Linked DNA regions of Mus musculus: all the other regions are linked to region 3. Evidence: chromatin contacts called from public HiChIP or PLAC-seq data. All regions are on one chromosome and are shown on one strand. Each heading gives the region's core, a stretch centred on a gene start, on an enhancer-like site or on the middle of the called end of the contact. The rest is flanking DNA. Distances are from core to core; before and after follow the strand shown. Region 1 holds the start of Snn (stannin). Region 2 overlaps Litaf (LPS-induced TN factor). Region 3 holds the start of Nubp1 (nucleotide binding protein 1).

What was found. HiChIP or PLAC-seq counts read pairs in DNA pulled down with a chosen protein or histone mark.
Region 1: an RNA polymerase II HiChIP or PLAC-seq map of embryonic stem cells shows a contact between it and region 3, with 7 read pairs. The contact joins the promoter of Snn here to the promoter of Nubp1 in region 3. A contact is called at or near these places in 2 of 39 promoter capture datasets (liver and pre-B cells) and 1 of 115 datasets of contacts at active chromatin or transcription factors (embryonic stem cells).
Region 2: a FOXA1 HiChIP or PLAC-seq map of pancreatic cancer cells shows a contact between it and region 3. The contact joins the enhancer-like site here to the promoter of Nubp1 in region 3. A contact is called at or near these places in 3 of 39 promoter capture datasets (the SN4741 cell line, liver and pre-B cells) and 2 of 115 datasets of contacts at active chromatin or transcription factors (microglia and pancreatic cancer cells).

What each region holds. Positions count from the first base shown.
Region 1 is chr16:11,064,769-11,067,704 of GRCm38.p6, forward strand. It overlaps Snn (stannin), which reads left to right and starts at 1,530. Exons shown (of 2, transcript NM_009223.3): 1 at 1,530-1,679. Gm9861 (a long non-coding RNA gene) reads right to left here and starts at 1,500. Exons shown (of 2, transcript XR_003951968.1): 1 at 1,230-1,500.
Region 2 is chr16:10,978,284-10,980,983 of GRCm38.p6, forward strand. The region is part of intron 1 of Litaf (LPS-induced TN factor); the gene reads right to left. Among named protein-coding and RNA genes, the nearest start is that of Litaf, 13 kb to the right of the region's middle. Within about 2 kb of position 1,303, at least 149 of the 459 cell types and tissues checked have an H3K27ac peak or open chromatin away from gene starts, as enhancers often do. A contact at or near this core is called in the SN4741 cell line, pancreatic cancer cells and pre-B cells, where this site is marked.
Region 3 is chr16:10,410,558-10,413,454 of GRCm38.p6, forward strand. It overlaps Nubp1 (nucleotide binding protein 1), which reads left to right and starts at 1,381. Exons shown (of 11, transcript NM_011955.2): 1 at 1,381-1,438; 2 at 1,513-1,617. The coding sequence starts at 1,420.

The DNA of each region.
Region 1 (2,936 bases), core at 280-2,779, 650 kb after region 3:
CTCCCCTCAGTCATATATATACCTGCTCGTGTTTATCTCCCTGCCAGCCCCAGCTCTGGAGTTCTGGACCTACCTATTCCAGGCCTAGACCACTAATGAGAGGCAGGAGCTCTGAGGACGCACAGCGATGGGCAGGTCTGTGAACAGGAGCTGTTCAGAGCCATCAGGCTCTAGGCTCTACGGCAGCTGGCCCAGAGCCCTGCTTCCTTCTGCCTCTCTACACCAAAGCCAGCTTACTTCCTCAGCCCAGTCCTTCAGCAGCAGAGACAGCCTTGCCATCTTACTATTCATTCATTATATCTTATAAAGAGCCTACTGTGTACTGACTGTTCTGTAGGCTCACCAGTGAACGATTCAGTCTTAGTCCTGAAACGGAGACTGAAAGCTAATGAGATGCCCTTAGAAAACACGATTTCCCAATGGACATGAAAGTCCATTGACTGGGAAAGAGAGCAAGGGTGTGAAGCTGAGATCTGAAAGATGGTGTGGAAGAACGTTTAAGATAAAAGAAATGACATGGGCCAAAGGATGAGAGGTATGGAGGGGAATCACTCTGCTGAGGTGAAGTGAGGGAGTTCCCACACTTCAGCTTGTGTGCAGGACCTTAAGAAAGTTAGCAGTCCCTAGCTTCCCAGCTCCCAGGGGGATATCCCAGTCTTATCTGCCCCAACCAAGTTATTTCTTCCTGGCTTCCCAAGTACCTTGGGCCTCAGAGGTCTTCAAACTCTTTGTGGAGTTCCTGGTGGCCATCACGGAGTGTCCCATCCTCTCTCAGACTCTTTTTGGGGGGCAGTCAGTACACCAATTAGCACCTTTGTGTTCCTAGCCAGTTGTGTCTAGCTTCAAATCCTGCCTCCAGGACAGCACATCAGAGTATTTTAAGTCTTCTGGAGTGTTGAGTTCCTCATGTCAAATGGGTCGGTATGTTTTTATTTGGCGTTCTTTTGATGTTGTTGAGTGGACTGAACAGAGTACGGCACTTGGTGAAGGCTTAACTAAGAGGTTATTGAGTCCGCATCCCTGAGGACAGGACCTGGTTTGTCTGGCTAGTGGCTCAAGGGCGCAGCAAGATACATGATCAGTGCAGAAGGGTGGATAGATGAAAGGATAATGATGGAATTGAAGGGGAAAAAAGGAAGGAAGAAAAGAAGAGAAAAGAAAAGATGAGAAAAGGAAAGAAAATCATTCGTCTCTGCCTGTAATCTCCGGGCGGTGTATCACACTCTTACCGCTGTGCGCCTCAGTTTCCCCTCTGTCGTTGGGTTGACCCTCGAAGAAAGAGGACGCCAGGCGCAGGCCCAGTACTGCCGGCACCCAATAAGCGCTCAAGGAAGCCTGGCCTCCCGCCTTCTCTGCCCCAGCTCCGGGAGCCGCCAGCTGAGAAACACTACCCACCCCCTTGCTTACACTCCCTCTGCCCATTGTGCGCCTCCGGGCCCAGAGCGCACGTGACTCCACCCAGCCCGCTCCGCTCCGCCCCGCCGTCCCAGCGCGATCTCCAGTTGGTCGCACCAGAGCGCCCCGCCCCCAATCAGGGCGGAGCCCAAGCACCTCGCCCCCTGCTGATCGGGCTCTGGCGTCTGGCGAGGGCTCCGCGGCCGACCCGGCTGGCGCGCAGGCGGAGCCGGGGCGGCGGGGCTGCTGCTGGCTAATTGCACAGGACTGCGGGCCGCGACATGGTCAGCAGGGATGGGCAGAGCAGGCGGGTAGGGGGAAGGGACGCGCCGGATGGATCGGGGTGCGGCGCTGGCGGGTCGGCGCGGCAGATGCCGCGCGCGGGCGGGGGCTCTTTGTCCTCCGCCGCGGGATTGGGACAAAGGAGGTAGCGGGGGGCGGAGGCTGCTTGGCTGGGCATCTGCCCCTCTCCGTGACCCACGGTTCTATGTCCTGCGCGGATCCTCCGGGCTGCCCGGAACACTCACTCCGCATTGACGGGGTTCCTGGCAGCGCCCCAGCGTGGTCAAGATGGGATCGAGGGGAACGGGGGCCCAGGGAAAATCTGGCGCTCGTTTCATTGGTGGGGAGACTGAGGCTGAGCCGCAGCGTTTGGTCCCAGGTCGGGTCGGCAGTGATTGCGCGGCGTGGGCTTGAATGGGTCTCTGGGACCCCCCCCCCAGGGAAAAAAACTGGGGTCAGGCGGACTTGATTTGTCTTCAGCTGTCGTTTCCTCCTCAGCTGTCGCCCCCTGAACAGGCCCCTACTTCCCTAGCGCCTCGCCTTGCTCCTTCGATAGAGTGGGAGAGACGCGGCGTCGCCTGGCACCGCGCCTGCACACCGCCCGCGCTCAGCACGCGGGAGCTGCTGGGACGCTTGTCATTAGTGTCCAGTCCTCTCGACCCAGGTCACCTAGACTATCTCCTAAGGAGGGGTCAAACACAGACTCATTGTGCTCAGCTTTCAGGAGAAAGAAGACAGGTCAGACATATGACGTTTTAGAATCAGGTTTGAAATCGGTTATTTAGGATCGGGGCTTCCTGGGTATCTGCACCTCCACTTTTTAAACTGTGTGACCTTGGGGACCGAGTTAACTTCTCTAAGCTACAGATTATTTGTCAAGTAGGAAGAGCAGTCATTCGGTTCTAGGATTGTTTTGATGCAGAAGTTTTGGAGAGATCCACATGAGATGTTGGAGCTCAAAAGTGTGGCATCAAGGAACTTTTCAGCATCGACTATTATATCACCGCCAGAGTTGTATGGCCAGATGGGACCCTGACGAGTGGGGGCAGAATTCAGGCTTGGACTATGAGATTGCAGCTCACCTCGGGCAGTTCCCAAACTTCTTAGTCTTAGTTTCCTTTCCTGGCATAAGAACTGGGAGTAGGGTGGCATCTGGAGCAGATTTCTCTTCTGGAGGAGGAAGGGGAGGGGAGAGGACAATGGGCACAGCCATGATAGATGTTCCCTTTTCTTTCCTGTTGCTGTTGGTCCTCCATCTA
Region 2 (2,700 bases), core at 53-2,552, 570 kb after region 3:
AGGAGTCACAGCAGGCTGCACTGAGTGCCGTCAGTCCGACTTGTCCTCAAGCAGAGCATGTTGAAAACCTGACCCCCAACAGTGTGGTTCTGGGAAGTGGGGACTAAAGAACAGATTGAAAAACCAAAACAAACAAACAAACAAACAAACAAACAAAAAACCCAAAAAAACAGATCATCAATGTATCTAGTGACAAGTGTTGATATAAAAGGCAGGTTTAGTGGCCTTCCTCCTCCGCCTCAGTCCTCTGCCACGTGACTTGGTTCTCCCTCATACCGTTTGCTAATGGACTTCCAGCTTTTATAACTGAAAACTAATTAGTTTCTGTTGATTATCATAAGTTTACCCAGTTCTAGGAGGAAGATGGGGGTCAACGGGTGGAGTCCTTGCTTAACACACATGAAGCCATAGGTCTGACTGTCAGCACCTAAGTAAGGAGGGAGGGAGGTAGGGGGATGGCATGTTCAAGGTCATTGTTCTTAGCTATATAGGGAGGTCAAGGTCAGCCAGAGATTCACAATGAGATTGTTTTTATGAATTTATGTATGTATGTATGTATGTATGTATGTATGTATTTATTTATTTTGAGACAGGGTTTCTTCTGTGATGCCCTGGCTGTCCTAGAACTTGCTCTGTAGACCAAGTTGGCCTCAAACTCAGAGTTCTGCCTGCCTCTGCCTCGAGTGCTGGGATTAAAGGTGTGCCACCACTGCCCACTTCTATAAGTCAAGCATGGTGGTACATCTTTAACACCAGTACTCAGAGACAGAGGCTGGTGGATCTCTACATTTGAGGCCAGCCCAGTCTACATAGTGTGTTCCAGGACAGCCATAGCTGCATAACAGAGAGACCCTGTCTCGATAACAATAAACAAAGAAGGCGAGAGCTGGACTCAGCTGGCGGAATGCTTGGCCGGCAATGCACAGCCCCGAGCTGGACTGTTTCAATTACAGAAACGTCATGTATCCTCTTACTGTAGTAAACACAGGATGGGACCCGGGAGGCAGGTGCTGCCCTGATGGACAGCTGGAATGTACACGTCTTTGGAACTGAGTAACAGCTGGAGGGGGAGAGGCCAGCAGCAGCCAAGACAGGAGAGGAAAAGGACTTTAGGGGCACCTCCAAAAGTGAGAAGGGACCCTGAGCTCACCATAGTCGCACCAGAGTGTCAGGCTAGGGCCTTCTTTCTGGCTGAGAGCTCAGGAAAAAACTGAAGTAGTAAAAGCACAGGCATGCCCCAAGGCTCTGTGCGGGAGGCCAGTGTAAGATCCACAGTTGGCAGAAGAAATTCTTAAAGATGGTAAAGTCCTATGTGGTTGCTTCTAACCACAGCTAGCAAAACAAAGAGAGAAATGACTTAATGGAATTCATAAGTAAAACGGAAGCAGAAAGACAGCTGGCAACCACTCAGCCTGGCCACATAAGGAAATGTAGGGCATCCCTAGAGGAAAGCATGGGTGTGGCCAGGTGACTGCCTGCTGGACACACTGGCTTGGAAGGGGTCTGTGGACAATGGCAAGCGTGTTGGAGATCTCCCGGGAAAGCTGAGACCTCAAAGCCTGGCTTACAGAGGAGCCTAAAAGCCTCAAGACTACCCCCAGCCTCTAATGAGGAACCTCTCCAATGTAGCAGGTGCTGGAGCAGATACAGGGAGGGGTAGGATAGCACACAGCCTTTCCACCTGTGCCTCAGAGGGACCTGTATCTAGGGAACCATGGTACTACCCAGCAGAGACATGGCAGAGGGGACACTGCTTAAGTCCCCACCAGGGTGATAGCTGGTGAAGGAACCATAGGGTGAAGTCACCAAACAGTGACCCTGAGATATATATATAAGAGAACTCGGCTGGGGGAGTGGAGGCATGGCTGCCCAGACCTCAGGCGGTGGTACATGGAAGGAGAGAATAGTGCTTGCCTGTAATCTTAGCATTTAAGAAGCAGGCAGGAGGGCCAGGAGTTCAAGGCCTTTCTGGACTTCACAAGACCCTGTCTAAAAAAAGAGAAAGGGCTGGGCAGTGGTGGCACACGCCTTTAATCCCAGCACTTGGGAGGCAGAGGCAGGCGGATTTCTGAGTTCGAGGCCAGCCTGGTCTACAGAGTGAGTTCCAGGACAGCCAGGGCTACAGAGAAACCCTGTCTCAAAGAAAAGAAGAAGGGATTCTATTACCATAGTGAGGTGCACTAAGGGTACAGAGGAACTTTCTAGGCTAATTTTGCATCTTTTCTGTGAATCTGAAGCTATGGTGAATGCTTACTTAGGGTTGGAGAGAGAGATCCATAGGTAAAGTGGTCACCTTATAACTACGAGAACTTAAGTTTTAATCTTGGGGTGGGGGGAGCAAGCATAGTGTGGCATTATTCATTTGTAATTACAGAGCTAGAGGTGGGGGTGGGGTGGGATGGGGGACAGAGATAGGCGGATTCCTGGAGTTCACTGGACAGTTTAGTTAACCAGCTTCAATGAGAAAATCCAGCCCTGAGCTCACTGGCAAGGCAGCCTTACTAAGATGTGTACAGCACCTGAAGAATAACACTCTGACCTCTGCATGGACACTTAAAAACACACAACATGAATACACACAGAAAATAAAATCAAAAGTCTATGTGAAAGAGAAAACCCCACACCTAATGTCCTAGTACTGCTTCTTACCCACCCACTGTTAAATCACAGGGGAACTGGCTGGAGTATAGACCTCCCTGG
Region 3 (2,897 bases), core at 131-2,630:
TTTTCATTTTGGCAGGTGCTGCTGTCTATGTGCTGAGTGTTACAGCCTGAATGGCACTTCCATCATGGAGTCAGTTGTGCTAAGGTCTGGGGCCCTGTCACAATAACAATGAAAAAAAAAAAGTCCATGAATTTGATAAACAGCAAGGAGAGGTGGTAAGGTTTGGGGGAAGGAAAATGAAGGGAGAAATGATGTAATTATAATCTCAAAAATAAATGAAAAATATTTAGAATCGTTCAATGAAAACAGTAACAACCACCACCATCTTGTGCCAAAGTTGCATGCAGCCAAGCTCCCATGGCTGTGACCATGGACAGGATGTCTTCATGGAGTCTAAACACTGCTCCACAGACACAGACAGGCCATTTGTCTAAACACTCACAGACACATACAGGAGAAATGGTAGCAGCAAGGACAGTGGGGACCTGCAGAAGTGAGAGAAAGCTAGGGAAAGCTCCCAGTGGGGGCACAGGAGTGGGTTTGAAGAGGTTTCACTGAACAGATCTGAGGGGAAGCAACAAAACACAAAACAAAGTATTTTTCTAAATAGCACAGCAATTTTAAGAGGGCGGGGGTGTCAGCCCAGGAATGCTGGTGGTGCACATTGTAATCCCAGCAACTGAAAGACGGAGGCAGGAGGATCAAATGAGAACTTACACTGCTGGCGATTGAATTTATGGCTTTTCACTTGCTGGACAGGTACTCTACCACTGAGCTACACCCCTTTATAAAGTCTCCCCTCTTAGCCAAACATGGCAAGAAAATCATTAATTCAAGATCAGCTTGAGCAGAAGAGAGGAGAGGAGAACAGAGAAGAAATAGAGAGGGACGGACAAAGTGTTTTGTTGGATCTGTATTGTTTCAGTGCTGGGGACTAAATATAGGACCTCATGCATGATAGATCAAGCACTCTACCAATTGAGCCACAATCCCAGCCTGTAACAGAATCTAGGGTAGGGCAGATTATTTGAAACTGAGTAAATATTGACATTGATTGTACTTTTATTAGTAGTACTGCATCAACACTGAGGCCACGGAGAATAACGTTCGTTGGCGACAAAAACCATACTTAAAAAAACAAAACAACAACAAAAACAAAAACAGAATCAAAAACCTGCATTATGTGTAAGAGTCCATCCTCGCTTTCCCTATGAGTTCTGGGATTTGGATACAGGCTGGCTCAACAGAATCTTTAATCGTTAGAGCCACTTCATTTGCTCAGGTATCATATATTTCTGAGTCTCGCCCTGTTTTAGCGGGAAGAGGCATAGGAATCCCACCCACTGCACACACGGTTTTGCGCGTGCGCAGTCCTGGTCTGGCGAGACAGTTCCCGCGGCCGGGGGGTCAGATTGGACCTGCGAGGCGGAAACACGCCCCTGAGGTTCCGGCGAGCGCAGCCCGGGCAAGAGCGGCAGCATGGAGGAGGCGCCCCACGGTGAGCTATCGCAGGACGTGTGGGTGGTCCCGCTGGGACCGAACCACTCTGACTGTGCCTTCGTCTTCCCGCAGGCTGCCCCGGGGCCGACAGCGCCCAGGCCGGCCGAGGAGCCTCGTGCCAGGGATGCCCCAACCAGAGGCTGTGCGCATCCGGAGCCGGCGCTGCTCCGGATCCCGGTGAGGAAGCGGCGGGCAGATCAGGAAGTGGAAGGGGCGGGACTTGAGGGTGAATGGCAGCGGCTAGTGGGCAGTATTCTAATTGGTTGGGGGGAGGGCGTAGAAGGCGGAGCTTGAGCGAGAGGGAGGTTTTAAAAATCAAATAGCGGAAAAACAGTGATGGAAATGGAGGTTTAGTCTGATCTGCGGTAGACAGGGAACCGAAGGGGGCATTAAAATAAGCTTGGCGGCACAGGCTTGTTCCCCCGGAACTTGAGGGGCAGAAGCAGGAGGATGGCTACAAGTTAAAAGCCAGCCTGGACTACAGGATGAGACCCTGTATGAGTGAATGAATGAATCAGTGAATGAATGAATGAATGAACGAACGAACATTAGGTCGAGTGTGTTGGCACATGTTTGTAATCTCAGCATTTAAGAGGCTAACCCCGGGCTTAGATGAGACCCTGTCTTTATTAAAAAAAAAAAAAAAATCAGTAAATAGGACCTCAAAGAAGGATAGAATAGATAAAAGTGATGTCGGGCAGGTACAGGGCTTAAGTAATAACCGCTACCTCAGTATCCACAAGGCCAAGCACAGAGAGGAGAATGGAAAAATACTGAGATCTTTCAGGCCTGAGTCCTGGCACATGTCCATCACAGGTCACAGAGGCTCTGCTCTCTCTGTGGCAGAGAGAAGGACCCTCCTGTTAAGGAGTCTATCTTTCAGCAGACATGAATGTTCATTATCTCAGTGGAGAGACAGATGGGGGACTGAGAGCAAAGTGGGGAGGAAGCAGGAGCAGGCACGTTAAACTCACCAGGGATCAGCACTGTGAGGGGCCATCTCCAGGGCGAGGAGGACTGAAAGCCTAGCTGGAAGGAAGGCTTTTCAGAGAGAGGCTGGGTTTGGTTGTTGAGTCTCCTGAAAACTGATCTTGAGCAAGAATGCCCTCATGGTGAAGACCAGTCTCCCCACAGTGTAGTCTGTAAAGATTTGAAACAAGACGTGACATTGGAAACCCAGTACGTTGCTGGGATGGTTGCTTCTGAGAGCCTGTGAGTTTCCCATCTGCAGCCCTGGGGACATTGGAGTTGATCATCCCTTGTACTGGGCCTAACCTGTGCTTAAGACACTTAGCATCCATCATCCGAGATGCCAGTAGTAGTCCCTCCTGTGGCATCCAGAGAATTTCTGCAGATGTTAGCAGATGCCTCCTGGGTTCTGTTGAGGAGCTGGGCTTTGAACACCCCACTCTCTCCTCGGAGGGCATGTGCTACTGCATAAATAAGACAATCTTTTC